Regions from separate parts of the Mus musculus genome. Here region 2 is linked to region 1. A link is a contact called in public targeted proximity ligation data. All regions are on one chromosome and are shown on one strand. The core of a region is the stretch at or near the end of the contact, and the rest is flanking DNA. Distances in the headings are between cores, read along the strand shown.

The links.
Region 2: a contact with region 1 is called in a targeted proximity ligation map of pancreatic cancer cells. A contact is called at or near these places in 3 of 39 promoter capture datasets (the HPC-7 cell line and embryonic stem cells), 3 of 484 Hi-C or Micro-C datasets (cortical neurons, embryonic stem cells and nephron progenitors), 8 of 130 datasets of targeted methods (CD8 T cells, the NIH/3T3 cell line, the SCID.adh cell line and 2 more) and 3 of 9 other capture datasets (adipose tissue, liver and pancreatic islet).

The regions. Positions count from the first base shown.
Region 1 is chr19:29,602,215-29,606,438 of GRCm38.p6, forward strand. It overlaps Ric1 (RAB6A GEF complex partner 1), which reads left to right. Exons shown (of 26, transcript NM_001081319.1): 24 at 59-236; 25 at 378-566; 26 at 1,647-3,707. The coding sequence ends at 1,935. Among named protein-coding and RNA genes, the nearest start is that of Ermp1, 44 kb to the right of the region's middle.
Region 2 is chr19:29,646,547-29,650,770 of GRCm38.p6, forward strand. Ermp1 (endoplasmic reticulum metallopeptidase 1) reads right to left here and starts at 1,869. Exons shown (of 15, transcript NM_001081213.2): 1 at 1,490-1,869. The coding sequence starts at 1,809.

The sequences.
Region 1 (4,224 bases), core at 642-3,141:
AAACACTCATTTGTGAAATGAAAAGCTCACTTAATAACTTGTGCGATTTCTTTGTCAGGGGATGAGTGCAGCATTGGCTCAGCTACAGACCTGACTGAAAGCAGCTCCGTGGTGGATGGAGACTGGACAATGGTGGATGAAAACTTCTCCACCCTCAGCTTGACCCAGTCTGAGCTAGAGCACATCTCCATGGAGTTGGCGAGTAAAGGACCCCATAAATCTCAGGTCCAGCTTCGGTGAGTGTCTCCGAGTTTGAGAACACAGAGAGCCCGGAGGTCTCTGTGCAGATGGATCCCTCTGCGTACTTGCTGCCCTCCCTTTGTGTGTGTCAGCTATTGTCATTCATACAGATCCTTGTGTTGCTGCTTTATGTCTAGCTATTTGCTGCACATTTTCATGGAGGCGGGATGTCTGGACTGGTGTGTTGTCATCGGCCTGATTCTCAGAGAATCCTCAGTGGTCAGTCAGCTTCTTGGGATTGCTCAGTCTTCCGAGATGGATGGAGAGATGTTACAGAACATAAAATCAGGGCTGCAAGCAGTGGACCGCTGGGCCTCTACAGACTGGTGAGTGAATGCTGCTTTCCATAATAAGCATGGTATCCTTTGGCGAATGATGGCTTTGTCACATTAGGACCATTATAACTGCCAGGTAGGTAGCACATCCCTTAAGTCCCAGCACTTGGAAGGCAGAAGCAGGCAGACCTCTGTGGGTTTGCGGTAAGCCTAATCTAAATAGCAGGCTTCCCGTCATCCAGAACTGCATATGATACCTGTCCCAAAAAAGCAAGAACTTAAAGTTCACTCATTTGGACAGTTTTAAGTTTATGGAACTTAAAAAATACTTTCATACTTATGTTTTAAAGTAGTTTTCCTTTAACCAATTTGTACTCAGGCTCTTGAATGGGTACTGTCCATTGAATAGCTTATAATGTTGGTTAGTTTATAACGTGAACATATAATGCTGGCTTAAAATTTATGCCATACAAGTGGTCATGAGGCTAGAACTTAGATTGGTAGTTCTGTGGCTAAGTATTCAGAAAGACAGGTTATGTAGTCTATGTAAATGTCAAGGCTCCATGACAGCTACTAGCATCTCCCAGTTAGAAGCAGCAGGTGGGAGTGAGGTCCTGTCCTTGTCAGCAGTCAAGTATAGATTTGAAGCTCTTTTCTTCCCTTAGATCTGGTTTTCTGTAATTGCAAAATGAGTTTAAGTTAGATACTTTGCAATGATCCCTTAGAGTCTAAAGTCTTTCGTTCCTTGTTTCTTATTGTGCACTTAACCAAGTTGTGCTTGTGGGTACTTTGCATTGGTACTTGTGCACATGTGCAAAAGATAAAGGTCGGCTTCTGGTGTCATTTCCCAGGAGCTATTGACTTTGTTGTTTAAGACGGATCTCTCCCTGGGACCTGGGGCTCACTGATTGGGCTAGGCTGGCTGGCTGTCCAGCATGCCTCCAGAAATCCTATCTGTGTCTTGTCAGCACCAGCACACCAGCTTTGTCGGTGGGTCCTAGGGATCGAACTCAAGACCGCGTGCCTGCACAACAGGCACTTTATCAACTAACAGCCATCTCCTTAGCTAGCCCCTCTATCAAGTCTTTTGAATTATAGCAGATGACAGCTAATTTTTCCCCCTTTACTCAGCCCTGGATATAAGCCATTTTTAAACATCATTAAGCCACAACTGCAGAAGCTCAGTGAGATAACAGAAGAACTGGTCCAGCCTGACACCTTCCAGCCAGTAACAGTGGGTAAGACTCCTGAACAGACCAGTCCCCGGGCAGAGGAGAACAGAGGCTCTTGCAGCCATGGGAGCATCTCTCAGAGTGAGCCTGGGAGTAACAACGTGGTCAGCCGGAAAGAAGAGGACACAACACAGGCGGATGAGGAGGAGCCACTTCAGGATGGGGCTTATGACTGTTCTGTGTCCTGACAGCAGTGAGCACGGCACAGCGGGCAGTATTAGTCACAGCAGCTTGCAACTGAGTCATTGTGGCCTGCCGAATGACTTAACAGGTAAAAGAACTTGGGTCAGAACTCTTTCGTAAAGTATTATAATTTAATGAACTCTTCCTCTAAATCTCTTTGACTCCTTAAAAAAAAGTGTGGTATCAAAGCATCTTTCATAAGAAAAATTTAAGCTGCAATAGAAAGTAGTGAACAGTATATAGATGCACACATGGAATATTTTGATTTTATTTACAACAGATTGGTAGTTGTAGGGATTATTCTTAACAGGAGGGATTATTTTGCCCCAAGCGAGCTTACTTTTTCACTACTTACAGCTTATATATTTTCTGGTTTAGTGTGTGTCTAGACTGGTTTTGTTTTTGTGGGGTGGGTTGTTTGTTTTTAACTTTCTTTTAAATATGTGTTAAGGTGCTGTAGCTCATCAGGTAACTGAGCTACTTGTTTGCTTCCTTGTATAGAGTCAGCGGGACTCTGATTGGTCCTTTGAATCCTACTCTTGCACAGTGTGGGTCAGTGGACAGAGACCCTTTGGCTTTGGTACTCTGTTGACTAGCAGTCCTGAATGACGGAAGCTATTTACCTGTGAGTTAATGTGCCTGTTTTAGCAAGCTTAATTTCCTACTAGATCAATGTGGGCAGAGGGTGAGGGGGTTCTTATCAATTATGCTGACACCACTAAATTTTGTATCAAAGAACTGTATCTTTTTGTGAATATTCATGTAAATATACTCAAAGGCACTGTCCATATTTTTAATGCGTGTATTATAATGTGTAAGGTTTTACGCTGGATTCTGCATGACTATACTCACTCTTGGAATAAAGACAAGACTTTTTCTTCTTTCCAAAATGAGCAGTTGTCATAGAGGAAGACAGGTTTGTTGGCCCAGCTGTAAAGTAGTGGTCATCCCACTGATCATGAGGCGGAACAGGTTTTGTGCAAATTAATGTAGTTTCTTATTTATTGCTTTTGTAAATTGAATAAAAACGGGCTTTTATGTAAATAGACTGTGGGATCCTGTATTATCAGCTACTAAAAATTAGTTTGTAAATTCTTTATTATAAAGTTTAAAAATATTTTATGTATTTCTAGATGTGACTTAAATTTTAGTTTTTCATACATTATGAAAGCAGAACTACATATTCAGTTGCTTCAGACTAAACACATACCTATCACATGTAATTCTAATTATTAATAACAGTATTACTTTAGATAGCTTATTTGTACTGTGCAATTTGAACAAGGAATGCAATGTTATTTTTTATAAAATCTTGTTTATTTTTATAACAACAATGTATTTGATGTGGACCAAATTCGTACCACCATGTAAAACAGCCTCTCTTCTAATGCAGATATAGCTTAGAAGTGGAGTTCAGCCCTCTATCCCTGCCTTTTAAACTAGAGAGATAGACGAGGTCCTCTTAGGCAGTATCTTTTAGAGGAAACCTCAGCATTATTTTGAAATTATTTCAAATTTCACCAACTAGTTAAAATTATTGAATTTAGTAATTACTGTTATTTACTTTCTACATTAGAAGTGCAATAATTTTACATAATAAAATTACTGGATGGGTGAAATATGTTATTGGTACCTGGTCCTTCTGGTGCTATTTTTATTTAAGTTGTATCAAACCACCACCTTGTTCTGAATTTTAAAATAGAGAATAAGGTTTCCTATATACGTAGATGCAGTGTTGCAAAATAAATGAATAAATAAATAAAGCAAGCTGAAATTTCTTCTGTCCCATTCCATTAGGGAAAAAAAAGCCAGCAATTCTTTTGTATGTAGTCAGTTTCTAATGTAAGTATTTAGTTATTAAAACAGTGTAGCATAGTAAGCAGCAGTGGTCTTTCCGATGTCTCACCTGAGTGCCACTGAGCTCATCTGACTCTGTGGTAGGTGCAGTATTAAGGATGAGCAGGGGGCCGCTCAGCTAAGCAGGTGTCCCACGAGTAAGTTAGAGCCCACAACCCCCACCCCACCCCACCCCACCCCACCCCTGTCCTTTTTTTTTTTTTTTTTTTTTTTTTTTTTGAGGCATAGCCTTGCCTAAGCTGAACAGCTATTTGTAACCCTTCCTCAGCTGTCCCAGTAGGTGGAGTTTACAGCATGTGCCATGTGCGGCCATACCCAGTCATCTGACTACACCTCACAATCTAAAGCCGGGTCTGAGGTAGCTGATGTTACTCCTGTGGTTTGAGCTGGGAACGACTCACGGATAAAAATATATAGTGTGTAACTAGTAGAACTAG
Region 2 (4,224 bases), core at 619-3,118, 44 kb after region 1:
TTTCTCCATTGACCCATACCAAATCAGCACCAAGACTAGGGCTTATTCAGTATGTACGAGTGCTGAAGGCAGGACAACACAGCTTCACTGGCCTGACTCCAGCCGATAGTTATGGATTGTCCCTTACTGGGTCTAAGGGGCTGAAGCCATCTGTATAGCCATGCAATGCCATCAAGTAGGCATGATTAACTTCTGAAAAGAATAAACAATAAACACAAGCCTCTTGCTGTACACACCAAACCTAATAACTTCAGTTCAGGTCAAAATTAACCCTACTCCAATGAGGGATGGGTGGGACCGGAGGAGAGACTGGGGGTGCCTTCCAAAAAGCTCTTAAGAAAACTCATCTAAAGAAGCAACTTTTAAAACACAATAGTAGTTGAAAACTTTCTACTAGCTTAAGGACTCATCTGATTTAAGATGCAAGTTACAGAATCAAAGAATTCATATTTTCAAATACACCTGAGGTCATTTAAAAAAAAATTGAACCCTTGGCCAGCAGTGGAGGCGCAGGTCTTTAATCCCAGCACCTGGGAGATAAAGGCAGAAGGATTTCTGTGAGTTAGAGGCCAGCCTGGTCTACAGAGGGAGTTCCAGCCAGGGCTACACAGAGAAACCTTATCTCGAAAAATAAACAAGTAAATAAATAGAATAAAAAAAATAAAAAATGGGGCTGGTGAGATGGCTCAGTGGGTAAGAGCACCCGACTGCTCTTCTGAAGGTCCTGAGTTCAAGTCCCAGCAACCACATGGTGGCTCACAACCATCCTTAAGGAGATCTGACTGGTGTGTCTGAAGACAGCTGCAGTGTACTTACATATAATAAATAAATAAATATTTAAAAAAAATAAAAAATAAAATAAAATAAAAAATGTTGAACCCTATACAATCCGTAGTACAGAAGAGCCATAGACCATCTGCGACCTTCAGAAATTACAGGCATAATTCTGTCTGGATGTACTCTGAGTCTCCTTCCACAGCTTTCAGATATGAGGGCTGTGGTGCTTAGAAAGGTTAGCACGCACTACATTACTCCTCTCCCACACCATCCCAGAAAGACTTGGTAATGCAGCCCTGGCACAAAAACCTCACTCTCCATCTCATTTTAAATGCAGAGAACTAACCAAAGTAAAAAGTGGAAGTTGCTCGAGAAAGAGAGGAGAATGATGAAGCGTGTGAACAACCAATCATCTGCAGGAGGAAGAGAGTGGATGAGAAAGCAGACTCAATCGATCTGGCCACCCCAAGAAAGCGAAAGAGGGAGCCGAGGAAGCCCGGAGTACCCGCAATTCAGACCCCCGGAGGACGCGCAGGATCATCCCACTTCCCACCGAGGTGCGCCCAAGGACCCCGGGACTCTGCATACAGCAGCGCCGGCCTCCTCCGCCTGGGGCACAGTGGCGCCGGGCTCACCCGCGCGGGACTCACCCACCAGGCGCTCCCCCACCCCGGGGCCGCAGAGGACTCGCGGCCGGGCCGATCGGCCGTACCTGGCTTGGCGCGCGTCGAACTCGCCCTGGAGCCCCGAGGTCCGGCTCAGCACCAGCCGCTGCAGCGAGAGCTGCACGAGCGCCCGCAGCGCGAGCAGGTAGAGTGCGAGCGCCAGCGCCGTGCGCGCCTCGGACAGCGCGGTCTTCGCAACCCGGCTCCCGCCGCCGTTCTCCGTCTTCCCCCACATCCTCCCGACGCCCTTCGCATCCTCCTGCGCTGAGGCCTCTCTCTGCCGGTGCGACGCGGCCGCCTCTCCCTCCCGACGCTCCGCGGTGCCGCGGTGCCGCCGCACAGCCGCTGACTCCGAGCTCCACTCCATGGCGGCAACTGCCACCACCAACCGCCCCAGCCTGCGACAGTCCGGGCCACCGCGGCCTCCGCAGCGCCTCCTAGTGAGCGGACGGAAACTGCAGAGGGCCAAATTTCTTCTGATTGGCTGGTCCGCCTCGCTGTTCCCTGGTGCCTGAGTCTGAGATCTTTGGTGGCACAGGCTGACACCCAGCCTGGTGCCAGCAGACTGTCAAAGGGAAAAACACCCATAAACCTAGAAATGAGCAGCCCTAAGCAAGAGAGAAGTGCAAGGCCGCTTTAACAGAATACACGAGGCATTTATCCTGCGCTGGGCTGATGAATACTGGGAAAAGGAGGATTCTGCCTACCAAATCAATAAGTAAGACTTCACAACCAGGACTGGACAAAGGTGTAATCCTGGCACTAGGAAGGATGGCCACAGGAGGATCCCTATTTTGTGCCTAGAGTGGAATACATAACAAAGATCCTGTCTTTTAAAAAAAATTTTTTTGGAAAAAAAAAAAAAAGCATTTGTAATCCCAGCACTCAGGATTTACACAAATTAGAGGCCTGCCTGGTCTACGTAGAGAGTTCCAGGCCAACCAGGGCTACAAAGGTGAGCAGCTAGAGGAGGCAGGGAAGGAAGTAGGGAGACACAGAACCCCAATTACCAGGGCTAGTGCTGTTTTCATTTAACAGATAACAATACCTATAATTTAATGAATAGCTGCTGAGTCAAGCAGTGTGCTAAGTACAGACTTTGAAAAGAAAATATTTTCATTCCTATTTAATATTGAAGAACATAAAGACAGCAAATGAAGGACAAATGGGATCCCAAGACAGCCTTCTGCTCTGTTCCGCGGACACACAGGGCACTCTAAAAACAAAGGTTCCGAAGAAATATTCTTTTTTATTAGATATTTCATTTTTTATTAGATATTTTCCTCATTTACATTTCAAATGCTATCCCGAAAGTCCCCTATACCCTCCTCCTGCCCTGTTCCACAACCCACTCACTCCTGCTTCGTGGCCCTGACATTCCCCTGTACTGGGGCATATGATCTTTGCAAGACCAACGGCCTCTCCTCCCAATGATGGCCAACTAGGCCATCCTCTGCTACATCTGCAACTAAAGACACAGTTCTGGGGTGTACTGGTTAGTTCATATTGTTGATCCTTCTATAGGGTTGCAGACCCCTTCAGCTCCTTGGGTACTTTCTCTAGCTCCCGAAGAGATATTCTTGAACTAACAAGATGGATCAGAAGATAAATGTGTCCATCCCTGATTTCCCCCAAGGCCTGACAACCTTTCATTTCCCTACTAGGCCCATGGTGGAAGGAGAACACCAGCTCCCACAAGGTGTCTACTGACCTAAGCACACACGAGTGTTCAAATACAAACACACAATTCATACAAACACACTTGCAAACACATCATATAAACACAATTGTGCTGGCTAGTCTTCTATCAACTTGACACACAAGCTAGAGTTATCTGAAAGGAAGGAACCTCAATTGAGAAAGTGATAACATAAGATCTAGCTGTAGGACACCTTCCTGGTTAGTGATTGATAGGGGAGGGCCCAGCCCTTTGTGGGTGGGGACATCCCTGAGCAGGTTGTTCTGGGTTCTATAAGATAGCAGGTTGAGCAAGTTCTGAAGAGCAAACCAGTAAGCAACACCCCCCACACACACCCCTTTCCCCCCACACCCCTTTCCATGACCTCTGCACCAGCTCCTGCTTCCAGGTTCTTGTCCTGTTTGAGTCCTGGTCCTGACTTCCTTTGATGAAGAACTGTGATGTGGAAGCAGAAGCCGAATCAATCCTTTCCTCCCCGAGTTAGTTTGGCTATGGTGTTTCATCACAGCAATAAGTAAGCCATAAGTAACACACAATAATACAAATAAAAATGTTTAAATATCTTCAAAATAAATAATAAAAACCCTTAGTCTTCCTTCACTATCACAGTGAGTGGCAAGAAGTTGGTCATTGGTTGTAGTAGCCATGCTAGCAACTGACCAGTCTTGTTTCTGCTTGCTTCCATGAGCCTCTTAGATTCAAGGTTCTGTGGCCTATGGATGTAATGGCTGAAATGCTCGAAGGCATTAACCTAGAGACCCACTGAGAAAACACACTTCAGGGTTTTGACTGAGTGTCTGTGTCAGACATACGACACCCTGCCTACTTCTCAGACACATCAGATGCAGGATGCTCCATCAGCCACTCTGGCCTCTCTTAAAGACTTCTGGTCCACCATCTTCCCTTCACAGTGTCTTCTCATATACTGTTTGGATCACCCAAAACACTTGTTCCTTCCCTTCATTACCAAGCTTGTTCCCTTCAAATCTCAGTGGAATTGATACTTCCTTAAGCAAGACTCATCTTAATCCAGTTAAGCCCATACCCGCTTGTGTCCGCTCCTACAGCACCATCAATGCCTGT